Linked DNA regions of Sus scrofa: regions 2 and 3 are each linked to region 1. The links are chromatin contacts, called in public Hi-C and HiChIP or PLAC-seq maps. All regions are on one chromosome and are shown on one strand. The core of a region is the stretch at or near the end of the contact, and the rest is flanking DNA. Distances in the headings are between cores, read along the strand shown. Region 1 overlaps ARID5B (AT-rich interactive domain-containing protein 5B). Region 2 has its middle 54 kb from the start of ZNF365. Region 3 overlaps C14H10orf107.

Region 1 (4,416 bases), core at 1,185-3,684:
GAGATTGTGACAAGTCTTAGAACAGAGGCAGCAATGTTTTTTTGTTTCTTTTAATGAAATGCCTCAGACCCACCCCAGGTTCTGTTTGTGTCTGTAGGCTTTCTGCTCCAGCTATTATTTTGATAAGGGACATGAAAGGACATCCTTCCCTCATGGTCATTAAAGTCTTAGCACTTGGGTCAGTTGTGGAAATACTTCTGTGCTACACCGAGTCTTCAAAACCAAAATAGTCCCCGCCCAGGCTCTGGGCAGAGGCCCCAGGTCAGTTCATGGAAGGTGGCACCACCGGGCTGTGACAGGGGAGCAGGAGGTCAGGATCCACAGACGAGGCCAGATGAAATCACCAGCGCTGGGCGCAGGGAGGTGGAGGGAGCCGAGCCCTCCCTGCCTGGCTGGCAGCTCCAGCCAAGTCCTCAGAGCTCATCCCACACACCCCGTGCTAGTCACTGCTGTGTGTTTACATGAGTAATGGAGCTGCCGGGGGAGGGGAGTTGTAAGCAGAGCGCCGAGCCTCACAGCTCGCATTCGGAGGGAAGCTGACATCCACACCAAGTCCGGCTGTGACTTCCAGGGACGGGAAGCAGTCACATGCTGTAGCTTTCATGAGCCCGGGCAGTGTCAAGCAGATGTTTGTCGACTGGAATGGGTAATCGCTGCTTTCTCTTTGCTTGATTTTTTTTTTTTTTTTTTTTCTTTTTTTTTTTTTTGCTTGTGGGTTTGTTTACCTCTGATAATTCTGGACTGGCTTTCTGAGATGGACTTTGAGACCAGAGTTTTGGGGAAATGAGAGGAGAGCGGATTCTGGCAAGGGGCACTGCCCCCCTCCCCAAGCCACTTTTTAAACTTTTGTCTGATTGTAAAGACAGAGCTGCTTTCCTGGGCTGTGTCAACAGCTAAACTGTTATCCGCAGTAGGAAATCAAATTAGTGGGATTAATTGCGTTTGTAAGTTGAGTACAATGTAAAATGTCCTAAAACCACTGGTTAACCGGTGGTTATAAGTAACAGCAACAATTAAGAGGGTTCGAGTTGTTCGGATTTTCCATGGTCATAATCATACCTTAAAGTAATAAAAAGTGGGGGTACTTTAAAAAGTCCTAAAGAAATTGCTTGGGGTATAATTCATTAATTTGGAATTCTTCAAGGGCTAGTCAGTTGGTTTGTTTGCATTTTGTTTGACTTGGATGATGGGTGAAATTGAATGTAGCACTCAATAAACAGCAGCCTTTCCCCCGCAACTCCTTTCTGTAAGGCTCTTAAAGGGATTCAAGCTCAGTATCCAAGATAAAATTAACTTTGCTTTGGGTCTTGTCTGTGGCTTTTAAAAAGTTATAATCTCCACGGAATCAAGCTAACTCCTGTTGTGTGATCTTTGGAATTTATTTTAAATAACCCCCAAGATCTTCCTTAAAACTATATAGATATTGAAAATGAGAAGAGAGCATGCTGATTTACATGTACCTGCCAGATTCACAGAGATTTGAAACATGCTGGTCACGACGTTATTAGTAAATGCATGTAATATTTTTCAAATTGTTATTGTGAATTCCTCTCTCTCATAATTTGAGAAAACGCTCACGTCTCCACTTTCCAAGAGAGATGTTTTCAAACGTTACATTACTTTGATACCATAATGGGCTGGCATTATCATTTAGGTTTCTAAAAAGAAGATACAAAACAAAAAGCAAAGAAGGAGCCTGGCTAAGGGCTGTCTTTTCTAACACTGGGGAAGTGCGTTTTCCTTATCAACATCCTTTAAAACTAAGGGCTTCGTTATATTTATGTCAATTAGACATGTTCAAGTGTCATAGCTTGGCTTTGGGAAACATGGACAGAAGTGTAGTGTCCATCGAGATCTTGGGGGAGGGAGGCTACCCCAGATGTGGACATGTCTCTGAACAATTAAAGGGCGCCACTGTAGTAAGATTCTTGGTTTGTAGTGAGGAAGCTAATGAGAATGTCTCTCAATTGTTCTCCATTTGTTTCCAGCGCCAAATCTTAAAGGCAGACCACGCAAAAAGAAACCATGCCCGCAGAGGAGAGATTCATTCAGTGGCAGCAAAGATTCCAACAACAATTCTGATGGCAAAGCCGTTGCCAAGGTACGGTCATTCAGCTCCATGGTATTCGTTTTGGCTGCATCGTTTTTATTTTTCCCTTTTCTCTTTATCTCTCTGCTCCTGTGTCTTGGTGGCAGTTTTCAATTTAGAATCTGACTCTGGTATTTGCAGCTCTCTGCTGGGTCTGCTCCCTCTGCCACCTCCCCCACCCCCACCCCCGCCCCCCAGGGGTGGGGGAGGTGGCAGGGGGAGGGGCAGTGTGGGCATTCTGATTAGTCAACAGAAAGACTTCCCACCTCCCAGTTTGGCCTGTTGAGTAAAGGATAGATGATTAAGCGCCCACGTCATTGAGGCTGAGATTTCATAGTAGGTGACACAATGACATAGTTTACCCAGCTTGGATCAAAAATAGACCAGCTGAACCATCCTCTTTCTGAATGCATTCATCTAAATATGTTTCAGAGATTAACAGAGGACGAAATTAGAAGGGGCCAGAATTAATCTTCTAAGTTTTTTTTTTTTTTTTTTTTCAAAATCACCTCTCATTTACCTTAGAATAAAATTAAAGATCTAGAACACAATACTTAACATGTCTACCTATACTCATATATACATTTATTTGGTTTTAAAGATGATTCTTAATGCAGAGTGAAAGTCCAAATGCTAAGACTCTTTTTTCAGGACTCGGGGCTATTTTGCCTAAGCATTCTTTGGAATCTTGGAAGTCCATGCCTGAAGTATTTAGCACCATGAGGGGTGAAGTGTCACTTCATATTTTTAGGCTTATCTTTTTAAATTTTGTGGGCTTGGATCGTATTTCCATGGTTCCGTTTAAGGGGTGTTTGTGTTGAGGTGTTGTTTCTGTGCCAAAGACAGCAGTAGCCCTTTTAGGACCTGAACTGAAGCCCGGATTTCAACTGACACCACGTTTCCAGATCCAAGAACTAAACTTATGAAAATGGGAGCATTATCGGTGAATTTGCAAGATGCGGATGTAGAAAAGCACCAATTCAGTTCTGTGTCGACAGTCTGCCACGTCCTCCCAGAGTAAAGAAGCAAATCCCAGACTACCTTTCTTACCTTCAAGAATGATTGTTTCACAAGGAAGTTCTGAGCGCTTTCTGGTTAAAACTTCTTGTGCTTCCAAGATTGCAAGGGGTAAAAAGAGATCAACCAGTAGCCATGTATGTTTACTGGTTAAAAACAAATCTGTTTTTCTCTAAAGTTATTTTTGTTTTGTCCCTTTAATCTTCTGCGAGTGAGTCTGTGTGGACACCAAGAATGACATTTTCTAGGAACCTGGACATCTTGGCCCTAGAACTACCTGTCTAGGGCTTTGGCTTCTGTGGTCTTGAAGGATGTCAGCTGGAACCGTTTATTCCCTATGCCATGGCTTGCAGGATACTACAGAATGGAGCGAGATGGTTTCAGGATTGGAGCCTTCAGCAGAGCTTGTACTGACAATGTCTTGTGTTGGCGCCCTGCCCCATACCTCTCAGGTGACTTCATCTGTTTTTCCCAGCATGTTCTGTACCTGAGCCCAGCAGGATGAAGCTCCTTTTTGTGTCATCTGGAGTCACCATCAAAGTATGCCCTGGGAGTTTTACAAAATTCAGACAACTGATCAATAAGCACAGCACCTCTAACCTCCCTCTCTGTGGAAGGCCATTTAGATCTCATACAAGGACCCACAAAACTGAAGACAACTGGACTCTGTCCTGTATCTGCTGTTTCTGGATGTTTTCTTCATAGGAGGGACAGTAGCCAAGCCTGGGTTTTCTAAAAGATCCTTTCTACCCCGTCTGCACCAGCGCTGCCATTCAGAATCTTTACTGGGAGGATCATCCTTCCATCACTGGTTTCCATGGTGAGTAGGTGAATGTTGCTCAGCGGTCAGCTCCTGGGGACTGGTCTAGATGCCCGGTTCATCTTGGAGCCTTGGATTACAGTCCTGCCTTGTCTGCTTCCAGTGGATCTGGAAAGACCATTTCACCTTGAAGAGAAAGACTGGTAGGTATGAAGAACGGTGGGCTTGTCTGCTGGCACCAACAAATGGATGTCCAATTCCCACAGATGCACAGGCCACATCTGGGGCCAGGACCATTAAAAAGATGTTGGTGGTCTTTTCATTTGATGAACTGGTAGCAGCATTTCAGGTGACAATTGGGCTTGAGGAACAAGACCTGTGTGACTTTTTTTTTTTTTTTTTTTTCCTTCAAAAGTGCCTCAAACAGCCCATTTCTCACCATGGATAAGTACCAGCTTCCTGCAGCTCCACAGCACAAAGCTCTTAGAGTACAAACCCACTCAGTGTGCCACGTGCATGGCAGGACAAGCACATCAATAATTTGCCTATC
Region 2 (4,416 bases), core at 730-3,229, 360 kb after region 1:
CACACAGGCCTCCAGGATTGGTGGGGTAAAACTCATTTGAGTAACACTGAACATGGTTTGTCACTCCAGACACCTCATTCCCTAGATGTGTCCTCTTTCAGAAGCTTTCCCAGTGGTGTGTTAATAAATGTTTTATAACTAACTGGCTTGGGGCAGGGTAGGGTGAAGAAGGCCCTGATTTATATAATTTGCCATTTTAAGGTATAAATGCTCACACGGTCAATTTCAAGCTATGAATGTGTGGACCCTAAACAGGGTGCTGGGAAGAGAGGCCCACCTCAGGCTCTCTTTAACTGATAGGAACTGGATTTAGCACACTTCTGCGTTCTGTCTCCTTGTACAATTGATTCTGTCTCCAAGAAATAACTGTGCGTCAATTCTAGTCATGGACACTGAATTCTCTCAGGAAGCTCCCCAGCCTCCATGCAAACCAGTGGGTATACACTTGAAAAGTGGGAGTGCTTGTCATCACTGTTGCCTATTATGCATGTCCGGTTATGCCCTAATCTCAGCCCTTATCCATTTGAGAAATACTGTTTCACACATGGCTAGTGTTGACTAAATAGATACTGAATGGTATTAAGTACTGATCCTCCCACACCTAGCCTTAAAAATCTCAAAGTGGCTTTTGTTAAAAACTGATTTATCATAAGCATATCTGCCATTTAAAGAAGTTGTTTAAGATAAACTTCCTTAAGATTGCTGAGCCCTTCTGATATCCTTTCACAAAATGCTTAAGTGGAGATTACTGTAAACAACAAATAGAATCAGATTATGACTTTTTAAATAAACTACAAGATGAAAAAATTTATCTGTTAGTAACAAGTTGGGAGTCAGTTTATTACTCTTAAACTCTGTGTGCATGTGCGCATTTGTGTGTGGGTGTGTGTTGGTGGGGTAACTCCCTGAATATCTATCCACAGTTCAATTTATTAGGGACATTATAACATGCCATTCTTCTAACTTCTCAGCAAGTTTCAATAACTGGCTTATAATGTCAGGGGGAGAAATGAGGTTCCTTTGTATTGATGGTTTGGGGGGGTGTCTCTCTTTTGCCTATCAGAGACTAAGACAGTGTGAAGCTGGATGTTATGCCTACCACTGGGAATCATAATTAGAACTGGGGAAAAATTAAAGTTCTGATGTTTTTGCACTAGAAGTGCTTGCCATAGAGGCTTACTTAGTTACAGCCCCATTCTGCTGGCATGTATAGAATGATGGTGATGCTGCTGAGGTTACTGTGAGTAAGGGCCAACTCCTAGGTGAGGGCTGACTGGAACCAATCACCAGTTCTCAATGGGTAAGTGGTAGTTACTGAACAAAGTTTCATGAAAACCAGTACATTTTTACATTTGTGTTTTTCTGGTAATAAGAGAAAAGATTCATTGTAGGAAACTTAGAATGTACGGGGAATCATAAAATCATCCCAAATCTCAGAAAGAGCTACAATTAACATTATAAATAATAGTTTATATGAACCTTGTCACTAATATTCTTAATGACACTGTACCATTCTATCATATGAATCACTGTAGCTGATTTAACTCTATTATTCAACAGAAGAATGATTCCACTATGACAGTAATAATTTGAACAACCTTGTATCTAAATCTTGTTTACTTCTTCGATTAAGATGGAATTATAAATGTAAAATTTCCAGTTCAAAAAGTAAAGACATTTTTAAGGCTCTTGTTTTATAGACCTCAAATTGCTTTTGAGAAAGGCTTTAACAGAACTATATATCCATGAAATTTTCATTTTTTTTCCCCTAAAAACAAAAAGATGGTGAAGGCCCTCTTTATTTTAAGATATATAGTATAACATAATATAAATAGAGTGGAATATACCCCTATGAAGTTTTTACCTTAAGCTTTACAAGCCACAAAACTAAAACTCTCGAGAGAACAGGAAATGCTAGCTTGATGACACTTTATAAACAATCTCTCATCACTCACTACCAAAGTGCAAGCTGCCAAATAGGAAGGAGAAAGAGACATTGGCAAAGTTTCTAGGGCTATGCAAACACTCAGCTAATTTGGATAGCTTGTTGGGTGGAATTTCTGTGGTTATTTTTCTTTCTGCTGTAATACTAAGCATAAGGTATCTGACAAACAAGATGTAATATGACAAATAAGGTGTGGCCTCAGGTGTATTCCTGAATGAATGGCTGTCACACCCGTCTTCTAAGTAGGTGGTAATAAGGATTAAGAGTCTAATCCTATAATTTTGCTGCTGTTTTTATTTATCATGTAGGGCATAATTATAGTGTTTCCCTTTTAAATGTTTCTTAATGTGTTTGGCCAAAGGGGAAAACCAAAGCAGTTGGTATAAGTCAAGTGTTTCACCATCTGTCTCTATCACATTCCCTGGTTGCAGTTCCAGCAGCCCTGCTTGGGTGGATTAATTTTTACCAATAGGTCAACAAACCTACTGATTTTGGCCAACATCCCCAGATCCTGAAAAACACAATGGCTTCCCACCCCCCTACTTGCTCTTTCTTATTACTTATGAAATTATTTTAAAGTAGTAATGCTAATAGTGAAAATAGTCCTGCTCTTAAGTATCCTTCCAGGATTTTCTTCTATGCAAAAGCATATATATGTGTATATGAACTCTCAAAAAACAAACTCACATAGAGCAGTCTACATACATGCATACTGTTCTTAGTTCTCTTTATAATATGTCCAAAATCTCTTTTCTTCTCTCTCTCCTTTTAATAGCAATATAGTCTATGTATATACCATGTTGACTTTTTTTAAACCAGTCTCCTATTGATGAATATATTCTGCTTTTTATGGGTTCGATTATTGCCGTAACTGTACATCCAAGAATTCTTTGGGAGTGTATGTTTATGATGAATTTCTAGATCTAAGGGTATGTGCAATTAAGTAATCTTTCAAAAATAAGGACAAGACAAAACAGAGAATGTGATTCTGGATTAAAAATGAAGTAAGAATGGATAACATTTTAAGGAGAGTTTCATAAAAAAAAAAATCTGATAAATCTTCCATTCTACATTTTGCCATTTTAACTGGGGAGGCTTACATGAATTTATTTGTTCTTCTTCTTTTTTTTTTTTGTGGTTGCTTCTTAAAACTTTCAAAATCTATTTTCTAAAATTATAGCTGATTTTCAATGTTTTCCTCTTTCTTTCTTTCTTTTTTTTTTTTTTTTTTTTTTTTTGTCTTTTTTGCCTTTTGTAGGGCCACTTCCTCAACATATGGAGGTTCCCAGGCTAGGGGTCTAACTGGAGCTATAGCTACCAGCCTACCCCAGAGCCACAGCAACGTGAGATCCAAGCTGCAACTGTGACCTACACCGCAGCTCACAGCATTGCCGAATCCTTAATCCACTGAGCAAAGCCAGGGATTGAACCTGCAACCTCATGGTTCCTAGTCAGATGTGTTAACCACTGAGCCAGGACGAGAACTCCTTTCTTTCTTTCTTTTTCTTTTTTCTTTCTTTCTTTCTTTCTTTCTTTCTTCTTTCTTTCTTTCTTTCCTTTCTTTCCTTTCTTTCTTTCTTTCTTCTTTCTTTCTTTCTTTCTCTCTTTCCTTTCTTTTCTTTCCTTCTTTCTTTTCTTTCTTTCTTTCTTCTTTCTTTCTTCTTTCTTTCTTTCTTTCTTTCTTTCTTTCTTTCTTTCTTTCTGTCTGTCTTTCTTTCTCTCTCTTTCCTTCCTTCCTTCCTTCCTTTTCTTTGTCTCTCTCTCTCCTTCCTTCCTTCCTTCCTAGTACTCAGTGCAAACAGAGACTCCAATAATGATATCAACATCCAAAAATGATACTTAAGGAGTTTCTGTTGTGGCTCAGCAGGTTAAGAACCCAACTATTATCCATGAGGATGCGGGTTTGATCCCTGACCTTGCTCATTGGGTTAAGGATCCATGTTGCTGTAAGCTGAGATGTAAGCCATAGATGTGGCTTGGATCTGGCATTGCTGTGGTTATGGCGTGGGCTGACAGCTACATCTCTGATTCAACACCTATCCTGGGAATTTCCACATGCCACAGGTGTAGTCCTAAAAAGAAAAAATAACTCAAAAAAATTTAAAAATGACACTGAAGAAAGGAGATTTGATATAGAATAAAGAACAGATCCGGAGTCCTATCATATAGTTGGTCACAAACATACATTGTGAGCTTAGACAAATCACCTGTTGAGATCTTAGCTCTCTGTCCGTAAAAACAAACTGTTGGAAAATCTTTATCTTTTAGAATGGTTATATATGGGATTTGCTACCACCAAGGCTTCTAGTAGTTATATGTTCATGAGCAGATGCTCATCAAACCTGGAAGTCATGGCCTTTTGAACATGGGCTCTGTTGGGGAGTTCGGCCTTTGCCCAGATTAGCACTGCTTAATACTGAGGGACAAATGTGTTTTAGGAGGACATTTTTCATGTTCCCCATGTTGTCTTT
Region 3 (4,416 bases), core at 947-3,446, 290 kb before region 1:
CCCTGAGAACCTGTGCTCTCAGATATCTAGTATACATATATCATTTTACTTTCCTGAACCTCTATATCCTTACTTATAAACTGGAGAGAAACATTTGGGGGGCTCCATAAGAACCAATGGAGTTTCACTTGCCTCTACAGAGCCTTTGGAGCAAAATAGATCTGGGTTCAAGCTCTTATGGAATTTGACATTCTCTAATTGTTTGACCTTGACCAAGTTACTGACCCTCCTTGAACTTTAGGTTCTTCAACAAAAAATGAGATCAATAAAACCTCTCCTCACAATATGGTGTGAATTGAAGGACCTAATCATTTCAGTGTATTTTCTAACTAGCCCAGTGCCATGCAGAGAGCAAGTTCTCAGTAAATGAGAGCTACTTTTTTTCATTATCAATATTGTTTTTCCCTTGGTGGCCAGAGCTGCCACAGCCCCAGTGGATACCATTCACATTGCGTTGGGTGTCAGGGGTGCTGGCAAACGATCCATGGAAAACAATGTGAATCATGCCCCCTGGAGTCAGGCAGCTCAAGAAATCTAGCAATTTTCTGATATTACTTCCATTAGGAACTAGTGGGAGAGTGGTATCTCTGAATTTAAACTGCACTGTGTCTAGAATTTTAAACTGCACCATGTCTATAAGACAGCTATTAGTCAGTTCAAGCAATATAGTCAAGTCAGTGAAAAGCTGTTCAGTTGTTTACATTGTGCTAATCAAATACTCTAGGGCTCCATTCATAACTGAGAAATACAGGCATTGCACTGATGCAACAGTAAACCATTAGGTTTGCTTCTCCAAGTGGTATCATTTTTCACAACAACTTTGAACTGAACCATAGCTGATTAAAAAGATTGACATCCCAGGAAATTTTTAAATGAAAAACCCTAATGAAAGACTCATTACCTAATGAATGCCTCCTGTGTACAAAGACCTGAGCTAGGGTCTCAAGATCAGTAAGGCATGGTCCCTGCCCTCAAGAAGTGTCCACAAAGTGATGGGAGATCTCTCACACGTGGCTGTCACTCAAGGTACAGGGTAACAAGTACTATCAAGAGGAACACGCAAAATACCCTGAAGCACAAGAAGAACATCACTGAGGTGAATGAGCTTTCCTGGAAGACCAGAAGGAGTGTCTACTGGCAGGAAAGAGGGAGACGTGGCCTCCCAGCAAAGGAGGTAACACAGGCAAGACTCTGAGCTGGAAAAGCACCCCCATCCATGCTTTTTTTTTTTCCATATAATAAATATCTATTGAGCACCCACTATATTCCAGGCACTGTGCATATTGGGTACAAGCAAGTAGTTCAGTATGGCTGGAGCTCAAGATATCTAAGGCAAGACCTTGATCTGAAGCCTACCCAGTGAGCATTGTCACGAAGAAGAAGCCGGTGGGTGTGACCCCCGACGCATTTTGTGACTGATTTAACGTCAGTGAAAAGGAAGAGGTAACAACTGAGGTTTTGAGTCTGGTAACCAAGAAGCTGTCAATGTTACTGAGAGATAAAGCAAAGGAAGGAGGAGCTGGTTGGAAAAGATAGTTAAGTAGAAATAAATGGACAAGCTGCTGCCTGTTTAAGATTCCAGTAAGTACTGAGTGTGTAATCCAAATAATCTTCCACATCATGACATAAAAACACTGAATCTGAGGGTCTACACAGGCTGGCGACTGTGAGTCTTGTATAAATAGAGAAAAAGCCACTTGAAATTTACTAACATGGGATATAACATCTGTCACTGGACTAGAGATGACCTAGTCTAAACCCTAATTTTACAAATAAAGAAACCACATCTCAGACATACTCTTTGCTGAGTGGCAGAGCCAGTCTAGGACTGACTACACGTTTATGGGGTGGGGGGAATCCAGATTTCTGAAACATTAAAATCTGGAATATAGATACCGCCTAAATTTTTCAGAGTTCTTGTCAGTTCGGTTTGTCTGGTTTTAACTAAACGAGCATGATTTACAGCTTATAGATGAAAGGTCTTTTCTGATTTTAAAAAAAAAAAAAATCTTGCTGTATATGCTATTGTCCACAAAATCAGTTTGGTAGTTAATTTCCAAGAATTCCAAGAATTCAGATTCCATGAAAAGCCTCGGAACCTTAAAGTACCTAGAGCTGTTCCTTGCAAGGGAAAACAAGCCTCTTCTTAGGTCTTTGCAACAGTGACACCCTCATGTAAATAATAAGGGGCTGCCCTGCAGAGAAGGAAGGGCCTGGGTGCTTCCTGAAAGAGCCCTGTTTCTAGAATGCGGGGCACAGAAGAGTAATCAACAGGAGCAGTTTCCTCAGAAGCAAGAAAATCCTGCCCTGCTGACCAAAGAGTGCCTAATACAGTTAAAGAATCAGTTAGTGGAGATTTTAAAAAGGAGGGGGAGGGAGGTGACTGCAGCTAAGCAGAGAGGAAAATATTTATAACTGTGACAACATGTTTCCTTGTAATAATTTATGAGCCCACTGGAGAAAAAGGAAACACACACAAACTATGAATAAAATATCCAAAATGTAAACATCATGCCTTCTGCAAATTTTCTTTAGTTAAAAATTAAGGTTGAGGTTGACTGAAGTGAATGAGTATATTTTCTTGGTCTCTTATTTCCTTGATGCTAAGGCTTACCAACTGATTTACAACTTCCTGTGTTGTTTTTTAATCTATATTTGTCAGCACATTTTTAATGTCAGATTACTTAAAATAGACATCTTGGGTCTAAGAGGTCAGAATAATAATATTATGTTGACTTCTCTAAAGGCTTCATCGAACTTACATTCTAGTTTAATCAAAAAAAAAAACAGCTTTATATTTCTAAATGAGATAAACTTTAATACAGTTTTATGATTTTTTTTTCTCCAACTGATGATTTCAAGGACTGAAGTTCAGTTCAATCCATATACTTTGAAGTTAAGTAAATTACATGTATAGTTTTATCCAAATAGCTTCAGCCTCCCTTTACTCAGATAACTTAAACTGTGAAAATAACAGGAAGTCCATGAAAAAAGACAGGTTAGAACCAAGGACTTAGGGCTCTTCTATTGTAGTTTCTCTTCTAACCATTCTGATTTATAGTCTCCTATATTTCTGCAAATTACAGGTACTTGTACAAAAAAGAGTATTTTCAAGCATAAATGCCATGAAATAGCTTCATCTTCATATAAGCTATCACCAGATGTAATTAAAAAGCAACATTTATAAAATCAGAATTTTAAATTTGTATTTTAAATAGGCTTTCCACAAAGATAATTACATAACTCACCTTACTATTTTCACTAATTGACAGATACTAATTCTTAATTTTCGATTCTTAAAACAAGGAATAATTTAGAGGATTATTTCCTCAATTTTTTAAATATTAAAAACCTCAAATTTAAATAGACACCCTAGATGAAACCAAACAAAAATTTACCCACTGTCAGAACTGCTTGAAATACTTTACACTGAGTTCAGGGATAAGCCTTTTAGAGTCTAACTTAATAAGCTAAACAAATATACTTTCAATGGCTTCTAAAAATATTTTTGAAAAGAATTAGTTATTTTCTAACTATTTATAATGGAACCATCTCTCATCCTGAGGAAGTTACAAGATAAGGTCAATCTAAGAATCAAACATACAGTGTTGAACTTAGTAGTTTTAAGAGCTCTGGTATTTCACTTTTCACAAAAAAAGACATGTTGAAATATGCCCTGTATGCCCTAACTCTACTTTTGACGAAATTTGTTAAAGGAAATCTTTTTGAATTGAACTCAAACTGGGAAACCACAGGTCACATTGGATGCTGAAAAACAAAAGATAAAAAGAGTGATAAATTGGGAGAGGGGAGAGGAGCAGATTTTCTAATTTTGAAAGCTGGAAGTAAACACTCTCCTTTTCTAAATAAGCTGGTTTGCCTTAGTCCTGACTATGCCACATAACTACCTAATTATGTCATGCTAAGTCCTGAAAGAGAAGTTGTTTGGGTCCAAGGAATTCATCAAATAAAAGGGCATTGGATATATGTTTGGTATTTTAAAAATTGAGAATATATGGAAACAGAGTGATGGCATGTCCTCATTAACAAATTCTTCTGAGTTAATTGGATTGCTCAGGCAATGTTAACAATTAAATATAGAAATAGCATGGATCAGGATTCCCAACATGGCAGCTCTGTCTTCCAGGGCTGGCATTAGAAAGATGATCCTTTCAATAATAACCATAATTACAAATGATAATAATAGTATACACCTTTGGGTTTAATAGTACTTTCTCTTTGAAGAACTCCCAGCATTTTCGTCCACATTATCTAATTTGTGCCTTGAAACAATTCGATGAAGTAGCCAGGTAGCAATTATCATTATCTTTCTTTTACAGATAAATAAACTGAAGCCCAGGGATTTCTTAGCATCACGCAATTAGGAACAGAGCCAAATCTAAAGCCTATAATTCA

Evidence for each region. Hi-C and Micro-C count contacts between places; a contact is called where the count stands out from the background. HiChIP or PLAC-seq counts read pairs in DNA pulled down with a chosen protein or histone mark.
Region 2: a Hi-C map of liver shows a contact between it and region 1, with 2.3 times the contacts expected there. The contact joins two enhancer-like sites. A contact is called at or near these places in 8 of 47 Hi-C or Micro-C datasets (alveolar macrophages, embryonic fibroblasts, fetal skeletal muscle and 5 more) and 1 of 2 datasets of contacts at active chromatin or transcription factors (alveolar macrophages).
Region 3: a contact with region 1 is called in an H3K27ac HiChIP or PLAC-seq map of skeletal muscle. The contact joins two enhancer-like sites. A contact is called at or near these places in 1 of 47 Hi-C or Micro-C datasets (embryonic fibroblasts) and 2 of 2 datasets of contacts at active chromatin or transcription factors (alveolar macrophages and skeletal muscle).

The regions. Positions count from the first base shown.
Region 1 is chr14:65,551,632-65,556,047 of Sscrofa11.1, forward strand. ARID5B (AT-rich interactive domain-containing protein 5B) reads left to right here. Exons shown (of 10, transcript XM_021072755.1): 5 at 1,989-2,101. Among named protein-coding and RNA genes, the nearest start is that of ARID5B, 150 kb to the left of the region's middle. Within about 2 kb of position 2,435, at least 21 of the 83 cell types and tissues checked have an H3K27ac peak or open chromatin away from gene starts, as enhancers often do. A contact at or near this core is called in liver and skeletal muscle, where this site is marked.
Region 2 is chr14:65,912,857-65,917,272 of Sscrofa11.1, forward strand. No RefSeq gene overlaps it. Among named protein-coding and RNA genes, the nearest start is that of ZNF365, 54 kb to the left of the region's middle. Within about 2 kb of position 1,980, at least 1 of the 83 cell types and tissues checked has an H3K27ac peak or open chromatin away from gene starts, as enhancers often do. A contact at or near this core is called in liver, where this site is marked.
Region 3 is chr14:65,258,380-65,262,795 of Sscrofa11.1, forward strand. The region is part of intron 5 of C14H10orf107; the gene reads left to right. Among named protein-coding and RNA genes, the nearest start is that of C14H10orf107, 110 kb to the left of the region's middle. Within about 2 kb of position 2,197, at least 17 of the 83 cell types and tissues checked have an H3K27ac peak or open chromatin away from gene starts, as enhancers often do. A contact at or near this core is called in skeletal muscle, where this site is marked.